Linked DNA regions of Oryctolagus cuniculus: region 2 is linked to region 1. Evidence: chromatin contacts called from public Micro-C data. All regions are on one chromosome and are shown on one strand. The core of a region is the stretch at or near the end of the contact, and the rest is flanking DNA. Distances in the headings are between cores, read along the strand shown.

Region 1 (4,921 bases), core at 748-3,247:
TTCTGCAGCTTTTCCAGGCCATTAGCAGGGAGCTGAATTGGAAGTGGGGCAGCCAGGACTTGAACCAGCACCCATATAGGATGCCGGCACTGCAGGCGGCGGCTTTCCCTGCTATGCCACAATGCCGCCCCCCACCCCCCATATACAGTTTTAAGAACCTAATGATACTTTGTACTCTACCCACCTCTCTCCCTCCTTCTTCCTTTTTTAAACATTTACAATGATATTCTTTCCACTTACTTTCTAATCACAAGCTGAACCCTCCAGGAAATAGACTTCAACAAGTGGAAAGACCACTGTTGCTTGGGGCTATATTGAGTAATCCATCTCAAGAGGCCACTTTCACTCCTGTCCCTTTCTTTATATATTCGCATAGATCAGGGAAAACATGGGATATCTGTGCTTGGGTACTGGTTTATTTCACTGCGGGTGATGATCTATCTGCATTTGCATCCATTTTCTTGCGTATTACGATTTTGGCAACAAAATGTAGTCCACCCACGAGTTTGACCTCAGTGCATTGGCCTACTCGGTGATTGGTAAACCCAAACCCAAACCCGGCAGGGGCGGAGCTCTCCCAGGGGTTCGGATCTGCAGAGAGTGGAAGAAATGTGCAGCAGCGGCTTAACCCCTGCACCAAACGCCCACCGCTACCTCCCTGTGTCACACAGCAGGAGTCGGCTTCCCGCTGCACTCAGCGCTACCTTTGCCAATTTGTGCCTCGTCTGGTGACTTCTCTGCACAACACGGCCCTTATGCGTGGACCTGGGGTGCTGTCCTGTGGCCCCAAGTGTGCAGCAATGCTGCGACGGGCCCCAGGGAGAAAACAGGGCTCTGATTTGGCAGGAATTACAGTGCCCCGCCCACCACTGGTGCATTTTAAGTAACACCTCTTTAAATAGGAACCCACATAAAATTACTTTGGGTTCACCAAACAAGGGGTGGTCAGAGGCTCCACCAGAACTCAAAGCTGTATTTCCTCTGGGACCAACGGTCAGTACTTGCTAATCTGATTTGCTCCAACTTTATACAACTATTCTGATCAAAAATAGACTGCACCGTAAGGAAAAATGTTTACATATCCCTTTAAAAATACGTATTGCTTATTTGAAGCACAGAGATCCTCCATCTGCTGGCTCACTCCTCAAATGGCCACCAAAGCCACAGGCGAAGCCAGGAGCCTCATCCACGGTGGGCTCCCCTCCCAGTGGAGACCAAGCACTTGGGCTATCTTCAGCTGTTTTCCCAGGTGCACTGACAGGGAGCTGGATCCAACGTGGGACAGCCAGGACAGGGACTGGTGCTCAGATGGGACACGGGCGACACGGGTGGCAGCCCCAGACACAGAAGTCTTCCCTCCAGCCACCGTTTCCCTCCCCAAGTGCACCCAACAGCCAGGGCTGGGCCAGGCCTGAGCCAGGAGCTCCATCCAGGTCTCCCCATGGGTGGCAGGGCCCAAGGACTTTGGCCATCCCCTGCTGCCTCCCGGGCACATTATCAGGCAGCTGGCTCCTAAGCTCACCTGGGTCTCGATCCCACACTCCCCTGCGGCAGGCAGATGTTCCAAGAGCAGTGTCAAGTCGCATCAAAGCCTGCCCTAGATTTTTTAAGATAGTATTTGCTAGGAAGCATCCCTTGCTAGCTACTGATAGAAGGCAGGCATGGGGCCAGTGTTGTGACACGGATGGGTTGACACCTGTGACGTGGGCATCCTCTATGGGCGTGGTTCATGTCCCGGCTGCTCCACTTCCCATCCAGCTCCCTGCTAACGGCCTGGGAAGGCAGCAAAAGATGGCCCAAGTGTTTGTGTCCCCTGACACCCAAGAGGAGACCCCGGAAGAAGCTCCTGGCTTCTGTGTGGCCCAGCCCTGGCTGATGTGGCCATTTGGGGAGTGACCAGTGGATGGAAGATTATCTCTCTGCCTTTCAAATCAACCATATTAAAAATAAATAAATAAATAAAAAAGGACCGTCAGAGTCGTTTGATCAGATGCCGTAAGGCTGGCCCGGAACGGCCTGATGGACAGCTCATGGCTGCTTGGCCGGGCCACCCAGCCCACCCAAGGGTCACTCACGACGCACCAAAGAAACGCTCCCAAGATTTAAGGTGGATTCCTGGGCCACTCAAACCGTGGCTTGAAGGCTACCGATTGCAACCCTGCAGCAGCCACAGCGGGCACCGGCCAGGGCAGGAGGCCACTGCCCACGCCCGGCCACCGCGGCGGCGGCTGCGGCCCCGGGGCAGCCACGTTGGATTCAAAAGCACCGGAAACAGCAGCTCCCACTTGGGGCGCTGCGGACACACGAGTCAAGGCTGCCTTCCAGGAAGCAAACAAAAAAATAAAAAAAAGAAGGAAAAAAAAAAAAGGGCGAAGAAAGAAAAAGGAGGGCGAGTGGCGAGCAGGGGCCGCGGCCGCCGCCCACCACGCCGCGCCCCGCCTCGCGCTCGTCCCGGGCGCCGTGCTCGGCCCCTCGGCCGTCCCCGGTGGCCCAGGCCTCGGACCCCCGCGGCCGGCGCGGCCGCAGCCCCGCTGGCCGGCGCCCTCAGGTGCGTACCCCGCCCTCGCCGCCATGAAGAGCGACTGCTCGTCTAGGAAGTTTCTCCGTCAGGGGAGGGGAGGGTGGCGGCCCTGGGAAGGGGTGGCCGCTGGCGGGTCCGGGCGCGCCGCGGGAGGTGGAGCTCGGCAGCCCTGGCGCCCCCAGGCGGGCCCCGAACCCCCGTTCCCGCGGGCAGGACCTGAGGAGTGGGGGTGGGGCGGCAAGCCCTGCGCGCGGGCCGCGGGCGCACGCACACGGAGCATGCGCGCCTCCCTCTCCTTTCTGATTGGTTGGGCGAGGGCGGAGGCGGGGGCTCTCTGGTGGGCGGCCCCGTGCGCGTGAGGTCATGCGCCTCCTGGCGTACGTAAGGCTGTTTGTGTTGATTGGCTAGGCGGGGGGCGGGGCTTCCTCGTTGCCTGGTAACTGCGTCCAGGCTCCGCCCCTTACGTTGCTGAGCGGCGCCGTGCGTGGGCATTGTCTGGCGCGCTCGGTGTGCTGAGGGGATGCGTTTGTTGGCGGAGAACAAACCGAGCCTCGGGGAAGGAAAAGGCTCTGTCGCCATGCTGCTGTAGGGTGCGAGGGAAGCACGGACTCGCAGGGCTGTAGTCTCCGCCCCTCAAAGGGAAAGCTGCTTTGTTGTCCAATAACCGCTTTATGGCGCTAGCCCGTGACGCCCACCCTTTAGAAGGAAGTCGCGCGTTGAGGCTTGTTAAGTTCATAGACTTGTGCTCTACAGCAGCCTTCCGGAATGTTCGGCCGTGGGTCCCACTGCCCGCCCCAGCCCTTGGCGACTGTGCTCCCTGGGGTTGTCATTTCTGGGGCATTTCGTTGTAGGTGGGCTCGTCCTAAGGACGCGTGTGTGTGTCTGGGTTCCTTCATTTCTGGCGGAATAGTGACTGATCTGGTGGCGTCCCGTGTTGGCTTTCCGTGAATGGACGGATTTCGGGGGCTGGGGTCACGTCTGGTCCCTGTACAGGTGCGGGTGAGGACATCTGTTAGGATTCCCCGCAGGTGCACGGGGATACCCGGAAGTGGAATTGCTCCGCCAAGCTTGTAAGATTTAACCTTATTTATTTGAGAGGCAGAATTAGAGGGAGAGACAGAGGTCTTCCATCCGCCAGTTCACTCCCCAAATGCCCACAGCCGCTGTGGCTGGGCCAGACCAGAGCCAGGAGCTTCTTCTGGGTCTCCCACGCCAGTGCAGGGGCCCAAGGACTTGACCATCTTCTACTGCTTTCCCAGACCACAGCAGAGAGCTGGATCGGAAGTGGAGCAGCTGGGACTAGAACCGGCACCCATAGGGGATGCTGGCACTGCAGGTGGCGGCTTCGCCCACTAGGCCACAGCACCGGGCCTCTGAGCTCTGTGTTTCAGCTTAGCGCTGGTAGTTTGGAGTAAATAGACCGCAGCCACCTGGATGTCACTCCCCCACCCCCGCTGCCCTCCGCGCGGCTCACGTGGAGGCAGTGGCGCCGTGCCGGGTTGCAGCTGGTGTCCAGCTGGTGGCCGTGGGCCGTGGTGATTCCGAGTGCCTGTTGTTTAGCCCCTGGCTCTGGGCCCACAGCCCTCCGCCTGGACAGTTTGTCTCCCTTGTCTTAGAAGGAACAGTCGGATGCCTTCATCTTGTGTTGCAGGCAGTGGTTTAACCATCCACTGTGGATGCCAGTTCAAGTCCCAGCCGCTCCACTTCCGATCCAGCCCCGTGCTGATGTGCCTGGGAAGGCAGTGGAGGATGGCCCACATGCTTGGGCCGCTGCACCTAATGGGAGACCTGGGTGAAGCTCCTGGCTCCTGGCTTCTACCTGGCCCAGCCCAGGCTTTTGGGGCCATTTGGGGAGTGAACCAGCAGATGGAAGATGCCTCTGTGCCTCTCCCTCTCTGTAACTCTGCCTTTCAAATAAATAAGATACATCTTAAAAAAAAAAAAAAAAACAGATATCAGACGCTTGATAAATGGAGTGAGTGACATTCCAAGTGATGGCAGGTTGTGAGGGATATCGGTTGTACAACAAGGCTGGGAAAAGTTTGGAGAGTAAATATTTCTGTATTTGGGGACTTGGGGCCTCTGTCACATACATGTCACCGTGTCATCTCAGGAAAGCAGCTCAGACAAGATGTAAATAAATGAGTGTGTCTTTGTTCCCAATCGTAAAATATGAAAGACAAAGTTCCTACCTCTACTTGTTGTTAAGATACAGGAAGCAAACAAATCACAATGAATACGAAACAGTCCATATTTTTATAATTGTTGGTACCACAGTTATGCCAACTGACAATACCTTTTTTGAGTTCCACCTGGCTTCATTCTGCCTATTTTTTTAATTCTCTATTAAAACCCAGAGTTGGGTGTCGCTCCCCCTCTTCGTGGAGGAATGACACAGGA
Region 2 (4,921 bases), core at 1,551-4,050, 410 kb after region 1:
GCCGGAAGGAACCATTCCCAGAGAAGCATGTATAAGGATCCGTGAGTGGCAATTTTAAAAACTGACAACCCTGGGCGGTGTTGTGGCGTCCTGGGGGAAGCCTGAGACGCCCGCATCACCTATGAACGCCGGTTGTGTCCCGGCTCCCTGCTAAGGGAAAGCAGCAGAGGGTGGTCCAAGTTCTTGGGCCCTTGCCACTGCCGTGGGCGACCCGGATGAAGTTCCCGGCTTCGGCCCTGGGCATTGTGGCCATCTGGAAAGTGGGCCAGCAGATGGAAAATCTCTCTCCTCTTCCTCTCTCTGTAATTCTTTCAAATAAATAATTTTTTAAAAAGTTATAAGACAGTTTCAAGGGAAAGAAACATCAAGCATTTCACCACCACCCCCAAATCGTATGAAAGGGGAAGAGAAAGGCGCCAAGGGTAGACCTTGGTAATTATGATCATTCAAACAAACGGCTCCAGAGCCTGGGTCGCGGGAGGCGTCTGCACAGCTGACACCCAGGAAGGCGACCGTGCCCCCTGCATGGAGGACCCCTCCAACCGGGCTGGCTGACTGGCGTGAGCAGCTGGCCGGTGCCGACTGAGTGCCTAGTAGGTGCAAGGAAGAAACCTGGGAGCAGGGGGCCTCCCCAGGGCATTTCCACAGAGGCCAGGCTTTCCTGGGTGGGGGAGGGGCTGGAAACGAAGCTAAAAAGAGAGACCAATGCAAATTCTGGAGCCCACACTTATTTGAATAACTAATTAGCCGCCCTGGGGATCAAGCTGCTGCCCTGACGAGGGGGTGGGAAGGAGGGGGACATCCAGCGGGGAACCCCAGCTGCTCCGCTTCTGATCCAGCTTCCTGCTAGTGTTGCCTGGGAAGGCAGCGGAAGACGGCCCACGTGCTCAGCACCGTGCGGGTCATGCGGGAGACCCGGATGCAGCTCCTGGTTCCCGGCTTCAGCCTGGCGCAGGCCTGGCTGTTGCAGCCACTCGGGAAAGGAACCAGCACATGCAAGCGTGCGCTCTATGCCACAGCACCGGCCCCGATTTTTAAGGTGCTTATTTGGGGGGCCAGCACTGTGGCATAGTAGGTTAAGTTGCCACCTGTGGTGCCAGCATCCCATATGGTTACTAGTTCAAGTCCTGACTGCTCCACTTCCGATCCAGCTCCCTGCTATGGCCTGGGAAAGCAGTGGAAGATGGCCCAAGTCCTTGGGCCCTTGCACCCACGTGGGAGACCCGGAAGATCCTGACTTCTGACTTTGGTCTGGCCCAGGCCTGGCCGTTGTGGCCATTTGGGGAGTGAACTAGCAGATGGAAGATCTCTCTATATATATAACTCTGCCTTTCAAATAAATAAAAATAAATCTTTTTTTAAAGGTTTCTTTTTTGAAAGGCACACTTAGAGAGAGAGGGAGAAACAGAGCTTCAATCACTGGTTCACTCCCCAAATGGCCCCAACAGCCAGCACTTTGCCAGACCAAAGCCAGGAACTCCATCCAGGACTTCCGAGTGGGTGGCAGTGGCCCAAGTACTTGAATTTGTTGATGTACCCTCACATGAAGATTTTCACCAATGATAAAAACATTCAGCCCAGCAGGTGAGATGCCTCCTGCCATCAGACGACCTGGTGATGATCCCAGGAGCCAGAGCCAGAGCCAGATGTGCACCCTGGGAGGCAGTGGAAGGCTCAGGTCATTGGTTGCCTGGACTGAGTTCTTGGCTCCTGTCCTGGGGGCACTTGGGGAACACACCATTGGATGAGAGCTCTTTGTCTCTCTCTCTGCCTGTCAAATACACTGAGAGAGAGAGAAAGAGAGAGAGAGAGAGAGGTCTTCCATCTGCTGGTTCACTCCCCAACTGTCCGAAACGGCTGGAGCTGCGCCAATCCTAAGCCAGGAGCCAGGAGCTCCCTCCGGGTCTCCCGCACAGGTGCAGGGGCCCAAGGACCTGGGCCATCTTCTGCTACCTTCCCAGGCCACAGCAGAGAGCTGGATCGGAAGTGGAGCAGCCGGGACTAGAACCGGCGCCCATATGGGATGCTGGCACTGCAGGCAGTGGTTTACCTGCTACGCCACAGTGCCAGCCCCCTACATCTGTTTTTTTGTTTTTTTTTTTTATTTTTTATTTATTTATTTATTTTTTAATACTAAAACATAAAAATAAAGACAGAGGAAGAAAGGGAAGATGGGAGAAACAGACACGGCGCCCTCGTGGGGAGCAACCCAGTTCCTCAAGGCTGACCCAAGCTGTTCAGGACATGGGCAGGTGGAGAGAGCCAGGCCCTGGCTCCGCCCTGGGGGCAGAAGAGAAAGAAGCCCCCCCCCCCCCCACGATGCAATAGGAGGAGGATTTTACGCAAATTCCCCAGTCCAGACTCCCCAGGCCCTTCCTAGGCCTATAAAACCCCACTGCTAGGAGCAGCCTCCGCGGGCACAAGGCGCAGCGCAGATCCTGGTGGATTTCAGTCTTTATTTTGGATTTTTAACGGCGATGATGCATTCGGGCCACGGGAGGAACATTAGAAATGCAACCCGCAACAACGCTCCAAGCATCCATTTTTCAGGATGAAAACCCTCCGACGGAGAGACGGCTTGCGTCTCCTCTCCGGCCAAACCTGGGGCGGCGCGGGGGACGAGAGCATCCCCTGGACGCCCAGCCCGGTCGGGTCCAGCTCAGACGCCAGCTCCCGCGCAGCAACCGCGGCCTCTAGCGACGGACAGCGGCCCGGGCCAAAGCCGGAGCACTCTGCGCAGGCGCAGAAAGGGGGCGCGCGCTCGCGACTTCCACTCCCGCCCGGCGTTCCCTGCGGCCAGGGGGCGGGGCCTGCGTGATGGCGTCATGGGGCGGGGCCTCGGGGCGGCGGGAAGCGGACGCGAGAGTATGGAGGTGCAGGAGAATGGTGCGGTCCAGGACGCTGCGCCTGTCGCCAGCAAGGCGTCCAGCAGCGCCGGCCACTACGAGCTGCCGTGGTGAGGGGCCCAGGCCATAGATCGGACATGAGGGCGAGGAACCGGGGGGCGGCGAGGGCCTGTTTGGGGGGGACCCCAAGGGGGAGCAGGCGGCTCCGGGGCGGCGTCGAAAATCGGCCTCTATTTCGTTCTACACTTTAATGTGGTTACCAATTCTCAATGACCCGTGTGGTTTGTACATATTTTTATTATATTATATTCTGTTGGCCTGTAGTGCAGTTAACAATAGATGTGCTGTGCATTCGATGAGAGGTAGGGCCCCGTGAAGATCTGGTACTTGAGCAAAAAGGCCCCAAATCAAGGAGCAAGCCTTGTGGCTTCGTGGAGGAGGCGGTTTCGGGCAGGGGGGGCAGCCGTGCAAAAGCTCGGAAGAGAACACTTGTCTTGTTCAAAACCCAGCTCAGGGGCCGGCGTTGCGGCAGAGTGGTTAAGCCGCCGCCAGCCCCGGCTGCTCCACTTCGGATCCGGCTCCCCGCTAACGCGCCTGGAAAAGCAGTGGAGGATGATGGCCCGAGTGCCTGGGCCCCTGCACCCATGTAGGAAATCCTGGCTCCGGCCTGGCCCAGCCCTGGGCTGCTGGCGGCCATCCGGGGAGTGAACCAGCAGATGGAAGATCTCTCTCTCTCCCCCTCTATAACTCTGCCTTTCAAATAAATAAAGTAAATCTAAGAAACAAAAACAGTTCAGTTCCTGCTGTTCCCAGCCCCTGCTTTGTCCTCTCCCTGGGCTCTTGGTTTGTAAGAGGCATTTCACAGGGGCTGACGCTGTGGCGTAGTGGGTAAAGCCGCCGCCTGCAGTGCCGACATCCTATATGGGCGCCGGTTCGGGTCCTGGCTGCTCCACTTACGATCCAGCTCTCTGCTGTGGCCTGGGAAAGCAGCAGAAGATGGCCCAAGTCTTTGGGCCCCTGCACCCACCTGGGAGACCTGGAAGAAGCTCCTGGCTCCTGCATTTGGATCAACCCAGCTCTGGCCATTGTGGCCATCTGGGGAGTGAACCAGCAAATGGAAGACTTCTCTCTCTGTCTCTCTCTAACTCTGCCTTACAAATAAATAAAATAAATCTTTTTTTTTTTAAAGGCATTTCACAAAGTTCCCAGAAAGGTGGAATGAAAGAGAAGTTTATGCTGATGCAAAAAAAAATTTTTGAAATCCATGCCATCTTTTCACAATATTTTAGGGGGAAAAGCCTTTTCTAAAAATTTATTTGGAAAGCAGAGAGACAGAGATCTCCCATCAAATAATTCACTCCCCAAATGGCCACAACGGCCAAGCCTGGGCCAGCGCTGAAGCCAGGAGCCTGGAGCTCCATCCGGGTCTCCCAGGTGGGTGCAGGGGCTGAAGCACGAGGCCCATCCTCCACTGCCTTCCCAGGCGCATGAGCAGGGAGCTGGACTGGAAGCGGAGCAGCCAGGTCTGGAACGGGATGTCTGCTGCAGGTGGCAGCTTAGTGGCCACAGCGTGGCCCCTTCACAGTCCCCTTTGAGGCCCCCGTGGAGGGGGTTTGCGGAGCTGACTCCCTGCCAGCGGGAAGGCCATTTAGAGCGAGAGTCAGGAGATGCTAGCTCTGTCTTTGCTTTCTTGAAATCTGCAGCTCCTTACACAGTGCCGGCATTGAGAAGAGGCTAAATACAAAGAAAAGAAAAAAAAAAAAAGTAGGAACAAGCATGTTCTGTTTGCTGGCCTTGGAGGAGGGCTGCGTGTGCTTCCTGCAGTGTGTGACAAGCCAGCTTTGTTGCCCGCCTGTTTTGTCTTTCTGGAGCAGAGCCAGTCCCTGTACAGGGTGCAAGCAGAGGGCAGAGGGCAGAGGAGGTGCCGATGGCCAGGTCCTCAGAGCTGGAGAAAGCCATGTTCTCCCCCCAGCACGGCCCCTCTGCCACCCCCGGCCAGGCCTGTGGTTTCTGGCTCGCCAGTCCTGCCGTGTGCTTGGCACGCATACAGCTGTGGAAACTGGCAGGCGAGCGGC

The links. A called contact is a pair of places that touch in the nucleus more often than the background predicts.
Region 2: a contact with region 1 is called in a Micro-C map of ear pinna, with 6 times the contacts expected there. The contact joins the promoter of RFC2 here to the promoter of LOC100339432 in region 1. A contact is called at or near these places in 2 of 6 Hi-C or Micro-C datasets (ear pinna and an unstated tissue).

The regions. Positions count from the first base shown.
Region 1 is chr19:49,636,324-49,641,244 of mOryCun1.1, forward strand. It overlaps LOC100339432 (general transcription factor II-I repeat domain-containing protein 2B), which reads left to right and starts at 1,998. Exons shown (of 14, transcript XM_070064504.1): 1 at 1,998-2,548. The coding sequence starts at 2,031.
Region 2 is chr19:50,048,770-50,053,690 of mOryCun1.1, forward strand. RFC2 (replication factor C subunit 2) reads left to right here and starts at 2,801. Exons shown (of 11, transcript XM_008249083.4): 1 at 2,801-2,956. The coding sequence starts at 2,826.